Linked DNA regions of Canis lupus: region 2 is linked to region 1. The links are chromatin contacts, called in public Hi-C maps. All regions are on one chromosome and are shown on one strand. Each heading gives the region's core, a stretch centred on a gene start, on an enhancer-like site or on the middle of the called end of the contact. The rest is flanking DNA. Distances are from core to core; before and after follow the strand shown. Region 1 holds the start of MSL2 (E3 ubiquitin-protein ligase MSL2). Region 2 holds the start of STAG1 (cohesin subunit SA-1).

Region 1 (7,261 bases), core at 3,526-6,025:
TTAACCTGTAGACTGGAACTGAGCTGTCTTTTTCACCTGTATACCCATAATGCCTCTTTTAGAAGCACATTTGATGAAGATATGATTCCCCGGGGTAATTCTTCAAGGAAAGTATTATTATCTCCATTTTATAAATGAGAAAACTAAAGCTCAGAGAACATGAATGTTTTTTTCCCAAATCTACACAGTATATATTGGAATAAAGCTTTGTTCATGCTCATTCCACTACCCCATGCTACCTCCCAAAGTTCAAGAATAACAAGAAAGATAATTGCCTCATAAAGTCTAGTTTTCTCAACATCACATTAGAAATCTTCATTCCTAGTCTCTAGATTGCCTGTGAGTCATAAAGATCATTTTAAAAATCTTTATTGTCCAGGAGTGTACATTTAGATATTTTTAGGGGTCCTATTCTACCCCTTTTGACATTGTTCCTGCAATCCCTTTTTTTCCCTCTGCAATCCCTTTTTGATATTATTCCTGCAATGTCTCACCACTCACTTGAAGGACTTTTCCTTTTTCTACCAGTAAAATAAAGTAAAGTAATAGTAAAGTGTTGAACAAATTCAGGATTGAGGTTCCTTTAGTCCTACCTGCTTGACTCAACCTGCTTGACTGGAGGACTATCTCAGTTGTGTAGCACTGAGCCCTGGAAAGTAAGTTGGTGACTAGCAACCCTCAGTTAGCACCACAGGCCATATGGAACAGGTGGGAGTTGTAAAAAGATATACATTGTCCTAAGACAGATAGGGATCTTAGATAATGGAGAAATAGACAGCCCCCAGGGACGAATGGGCTGTGTTCCAAAAATTCAATTTTAAATTGACTGTTTGGAATGCAGAACACATTTTCCCTTAGACACAATGCTATGAATAATTGCAGTTATTTTCCCAGGAAAGTCCACACAAGCTTGTTTAACCCATAATGTTGCAGAAATATCCGCTAAGACATTTTGGATTTACATCGAGTGCATCCCTTAAATCCTTACCACTCTGAATTATAAATTAGCTATGTACATAGCTGCCATTTCAACTAGACTGTGAACTCTTTGAGGGCTGGAAACTGTTGAATTATTCATTTTTGTATTCTGAATGCCTAGCATATAACTGACAATAAATGTTGGTTGCATAAATGAATGAACAAATTTAATAGGCATTTGAATAGAGTTGAAAGTGTGTTAGGGAATAAAAACAGTAACATTTAGTGAGTACCTTAGTATGTGTCTGGCACTGTACTAGACAGATGATCAATAAAGCAAACTGCTTTGTTTAGGCTAGAGGTAGGGATAAAGAAGCTGAAGGCAATTTAATATTTGAGATATAAAATAAATGGGTGCTACATTTACTAAATTAATGTTTTTGGATGATACCATTGGATAGATCTACTGATTTAAAAAAAGTAACCAAAAAAATATCATCAGGGATTGGTATGCAAAGAGAAGCGCTTCTGAGGGGCTCTAAGAAGGGAGAGGTATGACCACAGCTAAGGAGCAGAAAATGGAAGATAAGTTTTGGTAACAGGGAGCAGCAGTCAGGGAAGAATGGGAATTGGTTTGGATTAGGCCCTGTTTAATTTCACCTGGTTTATTGCTCCCAGTAAAAACACATTTGCTCTGGCCAGTCTCTGATTTGTTGTTGCTTTAGATTAAATTATTATCACTCTCCCATAGATAAAGGTTAATCAGATTGACTTCTTTCCACAGTGACAGTAAACGCTTGTTAAAATTTGGTAGGGATGGTGTTTTAGCTTAGTCTGCTGTAACACAATACTATAAACTGGGTGGCTTAAACAGCTAACAATTATTTCTGGATGTTAGAAATGTGAGATCAGGGTGCCAGCATGGTCACTTGGTGAGGGTTCTCTTTTGGGTTGAAGATGAGGCTGATTTCCCATTGTATCCTCACATAGCAGAGAGAGTGAGGGAGCTCTCTGGAGTCTCTTTTGTAAGGGCACTAATCCCATTAATGAGGGCTCTATTCTCATGACCTAATTATCTCCCAAAGGCTTTACCTTCTGATACCATCATGTAGGGGTTGGGATTTCAGTCCATGAATTTGGGGAGCAGGTGAGGGCACAAACATTCAGTCTGTATGTAACAGATGAGAATAACGTTGAAGGCAGTGGAATGGAGATCTAGGCTGTCAGGGAGAATGTAACCTGGGAAGTTGGGAGAGGGAACATTACCTCTGGATAGTTTTTGGTGGAGAAAGAAAAAGTGGGGGGGTCGGGGGAGCAGAGAAAGAATGGTGAAAGAGGTGAGGAAAGGGAGGCGAACAATTATTTCATAATTTTATAAAGGGCCTAACCACTCAGAAAGTCCCTCTCACTTACTGCCAGTCTGATCTTTGTTCTCTGAAAGTATAACTACAACAACTACTTACGCATTTTCTTCATTTTTCCCAAAGTGCTTGAGTATAATCAACAAATACTTGTTGATAGATTATTCTGAGGGTTTAAAAATCAATCCATACAGTTTTATTAAGGATCTTAGAATTGACATTGATCAAGCTAAGAACTGTCTTTAAAATTTTAAGACATTTTGTGTCTCTCCCTAAGGAAAAACAAACCCTTGTCCATGCTTGTTTTTGTACCATACACTGTACTGGGGATTTTTCTTATATTATTGCATTTCTAACAATTCATCGTTGTTTTAATAATTACTAACTACTCATTATATGTCAAGCCTTATGCTAGACAATGGTGATAAAAGTCAAAGAGGGAGAAACTCTGACCTTCTAGCAGTTGTAGCGTGACAGGGAGAAGGCAGGGCTACATCAACAACTGCCACGTAGTTTCATAAGTGCAATGAAAGAAGCAAGCAGTTGCCAATCTGGGAAGACAGAAAAGGGGAGCTTTAACTCAAAATGGGAAGGAAATATAGACAATAAAGAGGAAACAAGTGTTTGTTGTTTGTCTGAAATGAAAATTTAACTGGGCACTGAGAGGAGCCTGAGGAGACATGACTAAATGTAATGTGATCTCCTGGATGGGATCCTGGATCAGTAAAGGGACGTTAGGGAAAAAATGAAGAAATCTAAATAAAACATGGATTTTACTTAATAATATTGTATTACTATTGGTTAATTAATTGTAACAAACCTACTACAGTAATGTAAGATGTTAATAATAGGGGAAATGGAAAATATAAGACTATCTGTACTATTTGTGCAATAATTCCAAGAATTCAAAACTGTTCTCAAATAAAAAGCTCATTAAAAATTTTTAACTGGCATCTTGTATTTTTGTTAGATCTGACAACCCTAACCCTTTTACTTCCAAATAATAATTGAACATAAATTATGAAAAAATTGCATAAAGTTGATAGCTTGAGATTTGAGTTATATATTTCTCCTCAATATTTGATCTAAGCACTTTATTTTCCATAAACAGTTCATTTCTTTTGAGGCAAGCCTCCAGCAACCAAATAGTTATTACAGTCAATATACTTCAATGTGGAGATGCTTTGCTTCTAAATGCCATAAACTTATCAGTTGCAAGCAATTTCTGAGGCTAAAAAAAAACTGGTTTAAGTCTCTTTCTCTCACACAGACCATCAATAAAATTAGTCTTGATTTAGGTTGTACACATCTCAAGTGATTAAGAAAAAATCCGGTTATGAGAAAATCAGCAAGGTTAAGGCCCTGAAAGTAATCACTTGCCTAGGGTGACTGCTAATTTATGTTGCCTGAATGGAAAACAGATTATTTTACTCTTCTGTGTTTGTTGCTTTCCTGGAGGAAAAAAACCTGTGGTTTGTGGAAGGAGAACTTAAGAGTCTGGAATAAAAACAGAACTGTATAATATAACTTTTATTTGAAGGTGAGCTCAAGAAATATCACTTATCGAACAAACGACCTAAGGAAGATGGGGGTTCTATAATTTGAGAATACGTGTCATTTTCCAGATACAAGAGGGCGAAATACTTTGCACAGCTTTCTCTAATTTCTGCTTTGCTGTCTGAAAAAATTAGGAAGTTGGATTCTTATTGCTTAATACCTAAGTGCTGATAATAGCCCTTGTAAAGAAAATAAACCTGTCATCAAATGGCACTAGAAATTATATATCAGAAGTTACTGGGTTCCCTTGTTGTCTAAGTCCCTAAAACCAACTGTATTTGTGCCCCAAAAGATATACGTGTCATAAATTTCATTTTGCAAACATGTGTAGATCATTTATTTCGAGAAAAAAAACAAAAACAAAAACAACACGATGCTGAAGAGCTTTGGTGTATTCAGAGACAAAGATGGTTCCTAATGCTGTTTCTATTTGTGCTACTCAAAAAAGTTCTGTACTTTCAGAGACAAGGGGAAATCATACGTTAAGTGAGGCTTTTGTCCATTTACATCTCACTTTCCCATGGTCTCCTGCAAACACAGGAGGCGAAATGCTTGTTAAAAAATTGGGCCAGTGCTCCAAGCACGAGGTAGGCGAGGTCCCGGTCGGCGGCCCCGGAAGGCCGCGGAAGAGCCCGGCTGTGATGGGCCGGACGGGGGAGGCGGGTCGGGGCCCCAGCGCCTCCCGACGGCCGGCCGGGGCCTCAGGGAGCCCAGGCTGCCGCCGGCGCCGGCCGCGACCCTAACCGAGCGAACGTCGCCCGCACGCGGGCCGGGCGCGCGGCCACGCCGACCGCAGCCGGCCTTCCGGGCTCCGCGAGTGCGAGCAGGCCGCGGCAGCGCCCTTCCCGTGCTTGGAGAGCTCCGTTCCAGGAGAAAGGCCGCGAGGGCGGGGCTTGCGGCAGTGCGGGGCTATCTCCTCCCGCAGCGGTCAGTCGGGGCGAGGAGAGGCCGCCAGGGCGGAGCGCCACATGGCGCGACCCCGCCGGGCCTCAGCGTGGGCGGGGACCGAGGAAGCCGTGTAGTGCGAGCGGCTTAAAGCCCACGGCGTGGAAGGATGGGTCAACTAACGAACGTTTCACCACAGCCCACACGCCTAGGAGGCAATTCGAGAGCGCATGGGGGAGGGGCAGAGAGAACAGGCAGCTTGCAGGGAGCATGCTCTGTTCTAAGAGCCGTAAGTGGAGGGCCAGGCATGCGCAGTGAGGCCAGGGAGGGTAGGCAGCAGGGAGGGGCCGGCGTGAGCGGGCTGCTGTGTTTATCCGGTTTTCTGGGTGGGCGGTCAAGGCGCACGCGTAAGGGCGAAAGGCGGCGGAGCTGGATCGTGGAATGCGCATGCGCGGAGCGAGCCGGTAGCTCCGGGAGGGCGTGGAGGGGGCTCTTAGAGGAGAAGCAGGGGAAAAGGGAAGCGAAGGGAAAGGAAAGGGCGGGGGGAGGGGTGAGAGTGTGCTCTGCGCATGCGTGCGGGCGCTAGCGACGACGGCGGCGGGGGAGGCTCGGCGATGACAGTGGCTTTGCCCGTTGGGGTAACGGTCGTCGTCGCCGGCAGGGCCTGAGGCGCCGGACAGTCCGCGGGATTCGTTAAGGCCGCAGCAGCCCGGGCCCTACCGAGTTAGAGAGGCGCGTGGAGTCCGGGTGAGGGCGGCGAGGCACGGGGGGGAGGGGCCTGCGACGGGGCCTTGCTGTGTGCTCTGGGCGGCGGCGGGGCCTGGCCGTGCGAGCGCTCGCCTCCGCTGCGGCCGGGCGGGAGCCGTGGGCGGCGGCGGCCGTCGTGCTTGGCGGAGGAAGTCTCTGTGTGTGCGGCGCGGAGAAGATGGCCGGGCAGTGAGGGGGCGGCGCTTGCGCCTGGTGACCTCGGAGTGAGCGACTGAGGAGCGAGGGGCGCCGCCGCGGCCCGGCCGGGCCTGCTCCCCGCCCCCTCCCGCCGCCGCCGCCGCCGCCGCCGCCGCCGGCCCGCGCACTTCCTCCCCGGCCCTCCCCTATCGGGTGGGGGACTCTCCTGCCCGTTTCGCCACCTCAGGGAGCAGCGGGCTTGTAACCGCCGGGGCGGAGAGCCAGGCGCAGTCCGGGTCCCGCGTCCGATATGGAGGGAGCGGCGGCGGCCTCCGCTAGCCGCAACTGCAACGTTCGCCGCCGCCGCGGCTTGGTGCACTAGATTGAGGAAGCCGACGCCCGAGCTGCCCTCCTCGTCGTCGCCGCTACCTCTGCGCCGGGCGCTGTGATGGAGTAAGGGCCCTGCAGCCCGTGAGAAGCGTGCCCGCCCCTCGGACCGGGCCGGGGCCTGCTCCCGCGCCCGCCCAGCTCGCCCTGAGGAGGTGCCTCCGCGTCCGGAGATGCAGCGAAGGCCGCCTGCCGAGCCGCGGGGCTAGACTGAGCGCCGAGTCCCCGGCCCGAGCGCCGAAGCCGCCGCGTTCTTCGCCCCGAGGCTGCCTGGGACAAACTCGAACGCTGGTTTCTCTTTCTCTCTCTCTCTCTCTCTCTCTTTTTTTTTTTTTTTTTTTTTGTCTGCAAGTCTCAGGGACGGAGGAGGGGCGCAAAGGCCCCATGTGTGGGAGGATTGCTTCAGCTCCACAAACTTGCACGGATTTTGGTTACTACTTTGGCCAGTGGTTCTTCTCGGATTTCCTCCGAATTGTTGCAAATTCGCCATTGTTCCCTGGCTGCTTACAAAGTTGGATCCGGAATTTCTTTTCAACCGGGAGCCAACGGTGTCGAGGTGTCTGCAATGAACCCCGTGAATGCTACTGCTCTCTACATTTCTGCGAGCCGCCTAGTGCTCAACTACGACCCCGGAGACCCCAAGGCGTTTACAGAGATTAACAGGCTCTTGCCTTACTTCCGACAGTCCCTCTCTTGCTGTGTTTGCGGTGAGACGCTTTTTATTGTTCCCTTTCAATGCTTGTTTTAAAACTAGGCATTGGTCACAGGAATGGTTTGGCGGCGTGGTAGTTTGTGTTAAGCTTTTGTTATTTGTGCATTAGCATATGGTCATTAGTTTTGAAACTCGTCAAAGGACTTTTGCCCAGCGTTTCAGAAAGACAGCCCTTCTAAAACCGTTTTGTACGGCGGCCTTAACGTTCAGAACTGTTTAGTTCGCCTCGGGTCAGTTGCTTGCTGTTCCTATTGATGGTTTTATAAATGAGGTGAAGTATGCTTGTATATTGCCTTTTTTTTTTTCCCCCCAAACCTTTGCAAGAGCTGACAACACTTACGTTGTTAAACGTGGTTAAGCCTGGTTAAAAAATGTACATGTGGCGTGTTTGCATTTCTCCAAACTGGTGTTATGTGTGGGTGGTGGTATAGTCTGATGAACCCACAGCTTGTGAACTCGGTGCAAAACTTTTCTCCGTGTTCTTCAACAAATGCTTTGACAGTTTGACGGTAAACAGTGAGCCCAGGAAGACTGATGGTACTGTTTTTTAGTTGGT
Region 2 (7,261 bases), core at 3,462-5,961, 520 kb before region 1:
GCGCCACCGGGGCTGCCCGTATTGTATGATTATAACAACATGACATTTTGGAAAAGATAAAACTATGGAAAGAATAAAAAAATCAGTGGTTGCCAGGGGTCAGGGAGAAGGAAGGATGAATATACAGAGTACAGATTTTTTGGATAATGAAAATACTAGTATGTTATTATAATGATAGATAGATAGCATTATACATTTATCCAATTCCACAGAACGTACACCACCAAGAGTGAACTTTAAGGTAAACTGGACTTTGGGTGATTATGATGTGTCAATATAGGTTTATCTTTGGCAACAAATGTATCATTCTGGTAAGTAATGTTGATAATAGGGAAGAAGGCTATGTATGTGTGGGTGTATGGGAAATCTCTATACCTTCCTCCTTCTATACCTTCTTTATTGTGTCTAAAACCGTTCTAGAAATATAAAACCACTAAAATGAAAAAAGCCTTTTGTGAAAGGAATACCATCATTCTAGTCATGAGAACAAATTGTCTGGACATGTTTCACTTTGAAATCTTCATGTTAAAATTATCCAAATAGGAAAAAAGACAAATTTTAAAGTTACTCTGCCATCTTTTTTTTTTTTTTTTTTTATGATAGTCACACACAGAGAGAGAGAGAGAGAGAGAGGCAGAGACACAACACAGGCAGAGGGAGAAGCAGGCTCCATGCACCGGAAGCCCGACGTGGGATTCGATCCCGGGTCTCCAGGATCGCGCCCTGGGCCAAATGCAGGCGCCAAACCGCTGCGCCACCCAGGGATCCCTACTCTGCCATCTAAATAGTCACAAACTAGGTGTGCCTAGCTGACTGTCAATAGAGCATGTGACTATTAATCTCAGGGTTTTGAGTTTGAGCCCACATTGGGTGTAGAGATTACTTAAGTAAAAATCCTTTAAAAATAGTCACAGACTAGCTCCTAGTATTGTAAGGCAAAATTCTTCATGGTATTGATTAATGTTAACCATTTATTCTGCAATGCATTTATATTATAATACATTGATGTATAACTCTGTAACTGCAATTTTTAAATATATAATATTAAATATCTACTTTTGCACCAGGTTGGCTAAGAAATTGAGTTGAAATAAAACTGTAGTGGGTATGTGTCTTCCTTTTTTAGACATCGAACCTATTAAGGATGAATCTTCAAAGTGGGCCAGGGCTCATTTCAAATGACTTGAAATGAGCAATGAGGTAGAATTCCAAGGTCACCAAGGAACATGGACTAAACAAACCAATACTTTATTCCCTATCCTTAATTTTTTTTTTAAGATTATTTATTTATTTATTTATTTATTTATGATAGACACAGAGAGAGAGGCAGAGACACAGGAGGAGGGAGAAGCAGGCTCTATGCCGGGAGCCCGACGTGGGACTCCAGGATCACGCCCTGGGCCAAAGGCAGATGCCAAACTGCTGAGCCATCCAGGGATCCCCTATCCTTAATTTTTAAAAAAATATTTTTTTTAAGTAGGCTTCACGGCCAGTGTGGAGCCAACACAGGGCTTGAACTCACAACCCTGAGATTCAGAAGCTTAACCAACTGAGCCATGGAGGCACCCCAATCTACCCTAAATAATATTTAAGAATCTTTAAGTAATATCCACACTAGTTTCAGATATCTGTTTTGATATTTTGTTCATAGCTATGGCTTGAAGCTGTTCATGAAAACTGTGGTTTTTGAAAATCTTTGCCAAGAATTTTGGAATCTCGATTAAGAATTTCACAGAAGCAGGGGCTCCTGGGAAATGTGTGATTCCATAACATAGTCAACATATTATGATAACTCATCACCTTATCTTACCAAATAGCTAAACTTTAAATGTATCTTTTGTTTGCTTACATTTATGATTTTTTTCAGGCTAAATCAACTAATATGAAGAAGTTGTGAGAAAATAGGCAGAAATTGGAAAAAGATCAAGTCATTTCTTCAATACCATTAAGTAATTTTGATTATATTTTATAAACCAAAGGAATCACAAAAAGCTTTTGTGCATTTTTTAAAGGGTGGTGAATGAAAGACAAAGACTTTTCAGAAGGCTATTATTATGCTTGTTAGGACATAAGACAATGGGAGTTGGTGGAGAGGAACAGCCTTGAATGAGGATAAAGCAGTGGGAGAAAAAAGTAAGAAATCTGAATGAGGATATCATGGGAGTTGGGCTATTTTGAAGGAAAAGCATAAAGTCTAGCCTTACAATTTAGAAACTAGAAGACTAGGTAATTATTTATAAACACCAGCTCAACCATTGAGTTAAGTGAGAGAGCAAAATAAAGAACATTTTAGATTTCTCTAAACTCAGAAAGTTGACTACTCATGCATGCCCTTGGATATTTAAAAAAATTGTCAAAAAGTTCTTAACAAGATAAAAACAACACTTCAATAACACCAATGGCATTTCTATATAATCGTTAATTTGTTTAATACTCATAGCAACTCTATGAGACAGGTATTATTGTTATTCCAACAAGTGAGGAAACTGAGGCACAAAGAGATTTATCCACACAGCTTTCCGGAGCAGTATGGTTCCAGAGTCCTTGTTTTTAATTATTAAACTGAGATGACAATGCTATTAAAGAGAAAATAGGAAATTTGAATTTTTAAAAATATCATTTTAAATGTTTAAATTTTAAGCTGGAGCTTCCTGGCAAGTAAGCTGAACAGGAGGAATTTTAGTTGAGGGAAAAATCAGAAATCATAATTTTGGGAGACTTTTGAAGTGAAAGAATGTAGTAGAGAAGGACAGAGAGGAGTTGAACTGTGGGATGGAAGAAGGAGTAGGAGCTAGCAACAGTATAAGACCAGTAAATCAGGCAGGTTGTAGATACCAGGGATTACCTTAAAATAAAGGGAAATAGGACTTTAAGGAGGGTTTAGGGATTGGATGTGTCAAGAAAATGATGAATGAGAAAATGATTGTTAATTAGAACTCTGTTGATCTTAAAGTGCAATTTCATTTTGCTATTACGAAGTCTGATTGATACAGGCTAAGGAATAAAGTATAAAAGAAGGCGGTGACTGCTTCTTTTCAGAAATGACCGTGAAAGGAAGGTTGATAGTACAGTAACTGGAGAGAATAGTAGCACTGAAATTTTTAAAAAGACAATGGAAACTGTGTTGAAAAACAGAAGCAGCTGGTGGATAAGGACATTGAAGATACAAGACCTTACAAATGTACTGGTGTAAGGAGGTGGGAAGGGATGGCATAGGCAGTCCAAGGAGGACTGGCTTTGGAAAGACGGGGAGAACAGGTTTATTTGGTGAGAATTTTTGAGATCACAAACAACATGGGACTACAGACATTTCAAGATGGAGAGAATATCAAATCGGAGAATTTGTAGTCTCATAGCTTTGATCCCAGGAAAACTAAATGAAGTCATATCTATAAGCATGGATTGAGACTAGCATCTTTAATAACAGGGAAAGCTGCCAACAATCTTTGCAGAGAATACAAAATAAATTAACCAGAGATGAGTGTGTGTGTGTGTATATATATACTAATATTAATATATATTAGTATACACACACATATATGTGTATCTCCAGTCACGAATTCATACCCAACAAGGTTGGTTGCGACTTCCTCCAGTCAAACAGCCACACACTTTGTGACCTTTTGGGAAAGAAACCAGAAATAGGGGTAACTTACTGGAGACTGGCTCTGAAGACTGTAAAGGAATTGAGCGCTTCTAAGGCAATATTAAAACAGAGCGGGCTCTAGCAACAGAGAATTTAGTCGTAAATGGGGCTGATGACCTGGGAGATGAAGAATTCACTTTTGGTATTGCAAAGTTGAGGAGGCGAGCCACGGAAAGGCGGGTAGAAGAGGCGCCGTTCAAGGGCAGGTTTGGGTCACGATCTCACGTTAGTACCTTCTCCCGTCCGTCTCCGAGCCCCTGAAAGCCGTCCTTACCGCTGTGGGGGAGAGAAATCGCATTCCAGAGCCGAGGCGGTGTTTTCCCGGTCTAGCTGCATTCCTTCCTCACTAACTAGCCAATGCTGCCGCCTTATGCAAAGCCGGCACTAGAGAGGCTCCGCTTTACAGAGGCAGGGACGACGCCAATCGGCGCGGGGCAGGCACTGTAGCGTTTACCTCGGCGCGGGAGGGCCTGCACAGTTCTCAAAACCTTTTCACCCTCCCTCGCGAAAGCGCCTTGCCAACAGTCAACAATGAGCAGCTAATACAGTGCTAAGCTCGGAGGCCCTCTTTACACCCCGGAGAGGCGGGAGGCGGCTTTGGCTCCGCTACACCCTCCCGTTGCCGCAGAACGCGCCCAGGACGCGGGGAGGGAGCCGCGCGAAGTCAGGCGGAGCCGCAGGGAAGCACCAGTCTCCAGACCCGGGGAGGGGCCTCGGTGAAGGCGCCGGGGGCGGGTCTCCCTCCCAGGTCTCGGAAAAGCTCCGAAAATGGCGGGCAGCTACTCGGCTAGAGGGGCGCGCAGGCGCCACCGTGGCCGTCCTTCCGCCAGCCTCGGGCGGCCCCAGCCCCAGCCCCACGCCCTCACCGAGAGGCATCCGCCGATGGCGATTGGCTGAGCGGGGCGCCCGCTCCGTGCGGGGGCGGAGCCTCCACGCAGCAGCCACGTTTCCCGCCCCGCTGGTGCGCGTGCGTGCAATCCCCACAGGAAAGCGTTTGCGCGCGTCCCCGCCGCGGCCCCCAGCTCGCGCCTCAGCTCCCTCCCCTTTCCGGGCAGGCCCGTCCCGTCAGCCAGGCAGTAAGCGTCGCGGCCAGCAGAGGGCGGTCCGGACCCAAGTCTGCAGCGGCGCCATTGGCGTGTGGAAAATGCCACCAGATGGCGGGTTAGGATTGCAGCTCCGTTGAAGGCGCGGCCCCCGCTCCCGAACCCCCGGCGACCACCCCGTAACAACCCCCCCACATCGGGAATAACACACCGGAGACTTTTGGGGGGAAACTAGGTCGACGGCCGGCGGCGCCCGGATGGGCAGCTGAGGTGAGTGCGGGCGGCGGCGACGGCGGCGGGGGGCGGGAAAGGGGGAATGCGGCGGCAGCGGCGCGGGGGCTGGAAGCGCGGATCCAAGATGGAGGCCGGGCGAGAGCGAGAGAGCGAGGGAGCGCGAGCGAGGAGCGGGCGGGCGGGCCGGGCGCGGGCCCCGCGCGGGGGAGGGAGGCCGCGCGGGCCTGTGCGGGGCGCGGCAGCCGCTGGCCGACCGGGCGGCCGGGGGGGGCGCCTGTGGGCGCGGCGGGCACCTCTGAGCCCTCGTTCCTCCCCACCCCTCCCGCGGGCCCGAAAATTGTGCCCCCGCCCGCTCGGGCACTACAGCGACGGGCGCGGAAGCCTTTGTGGCGCGCTCGGGCCCGCCGCCAAGCCCGCCCTCCGCCCTCCCTCCGTCCGCCCCCCCTCCCCGCCCGGACTCTCGGGACTCGCCCGCGCCCGGCGGGGCCGGGCCGAGGCGGGCTGGTGCGAAAGCCGCCCGCCGCCCGCCGCCCTGCGTTTCTGCGGTGTTTTAGCGGCGGCGTCGTCACATGACAACGAGCTCGCCTCAGCGGAGGGGCCTGGGGGTCGCTCAGCGTGGCGGCCGGCCGAGACGTCTTCTTGGCGGGGTGGGGCAGGGGGCTGGAGCCTGGGGGAGAAGGGGCGTCGAAGCCGGGCTTTCCCGCTATCTGCCCTCCCCGCCCCCGACGGAGGCCTCCCCGTGAAACGTGTTCAGGCCGGAGCACTGCCCCGCTAGTTTGCCAATTCCCCGGGAGAAGAGGCCAATAAAAGTTGTTTTCCCTCCTTTCTCGGGGTGGGGGCGGGGTGAAGAGCTGGGAAACCGGAGTGCCTGGAGTTGGTCCTGGGCCTCGATTGGAGGGTCCGAGCTGGGTGTTTCTTGTGTGCTGTAGGGACTTAAAAAATGTTCAGGTCTTTAAGATTGTCACGTCACCCTTTCTACCCACATTTGAAATGTTTTCGATTCTCTTCACATTGCGGAGAATCGTGCCCGGGGCGTATAAATCATGGGATGGTTTTGGAAGCTTAGACCCAAAACAATACTGTTTGTAATGTGACGATAGCAAATTATTTGCTGTTAAGTTCATGTTAAGAGGATGAATATAGTTTATTTCTCGTGGTCGTGACTCGAAAGGACCCTATTTTTCATCTTCTTAGGAAAATAAAGTGTGAAAGTACTTGAATTGGCATAGGGAAAGTTCTGTTATTTGTGATTTATGTGGGGTTTGAGTAAGACTCTACCTTTTAGTTTTCCGTGTGTTTAAGAAAATGGCAAATTTTGTTGGTAAATATACCTAGGGAAATAATACACAACAATGAAAATAAAAACGATTTATTGTATGATACATTGTGCTGTATTTTCATATTTATAGTGTTGATTTCAGATTTAAAATTGCAGAAGGGGGGGAGAATATTGAAGGATCCGGAAGGATTGTCTACTTTTGGTTTTTGTGAACAGTTGAAACACAAATTGCTTTCTAAATAAAGTTCTGGAAAACCTACAGGTGTTTTGCTGAATTTTTTATTTATATTTTTCAAAATGTGTTTTAAGTTTATTCAGGTGGTTTATCAGTGGACATTTTTACAACCAAACTACTTTTGAGTGGAAATTTCTCAGTATCCACTTCGGTTTTGATGTTCTGACAAAGCTAGGAGATACTGAAATAGATGTGAAATGTGGGAAGTTACGTTACTGGCATTCCATCCTTTGAAGACAGTAATACAATTACCGTTGATTTGAATGGCTCTTTTAAAGCCTTAAGGGGGGCTGTGGTGTAGGGGCAAAAACCCTGAACTGAAATTACTTTGAACATTCCCTAGATTTGTCATCTTTGGAATGTCACACTTTGAACCTCATTTTTTCTCATCACTAAAATGAAGGTAATAAGTTATGTGGTAGTTATTTAACAAGATGTGTACGAAAAAGTACTTTTTAATAGTTAAAACTTTAAAAATTTTATGCAGTTTTAGCCTTTAACACTTCCATTCTGTATCTGTTTATCTTCATAATCAGTGCTGTGAGGAGATCTAATGCACCTTGAAGAAGAAGATAAATCTTTTTGTAGCCTGGGATCAGGGGTTCAAGAGCACCTGGCTCTAGGGATCCTAATCAGACTAGGTCCAGCCACTTGCTACTGACAAAAATCCAAAGGCAGAGGCAAAAGGTGGTGAAACAGGAAAGGAGAAGCTTATTTCAGTAAGGCCAATGCTGAGAGAACTCTCTCCCCCAAAATGCTCAAAATACTTCTAGGTTTGTGTAAGGGAAATGTGGATCAGAGATGGGTGGGGTACGTGCAAGTGG

The links. A called contact is a pair of places that touch in the nucleus more often than the background predicts.
Region 2: a Hi-C map of blood shows a contact between it and region 1, with 11 times the contacts expected there. The contact joins the promoter of STAG1 here to the promoter of MSL2 in region 1. A contact is called at or near these places in 3 of 9 Hi-C or Micro-C datasets (amygdala and blood).

Annotation. Positions count from the first base shown.
Region 1 is chr23:33,185,244-33,192,504 of UU_Cfam_GSD_1.0, reverse strand. It overlaps MSL2 (E3 ubiquitin-protein ligase MSL2), which reads left to right and starts at 4,775. Exons shown (of 2, transcript XM_038570959.1): 1 at 4,775-5,010. The coding sequence starts at 4,992.
Region 2 is chr23:33,700,367-33,707,627 of UU_Cfam_GSD_1.0, reverse strand. STAG1 (cohesin subunit SA-1) reads left to right here and starts at 4,711. Exons shown (of 33, transcript XM_038570965.1): 1 at 4,711-4,959. LOC100686256 (a long non-coding RNA gene) reads left to right here. Exons shown (of 5, transcript XR_005377059.1): 5 at 1,868-3,025.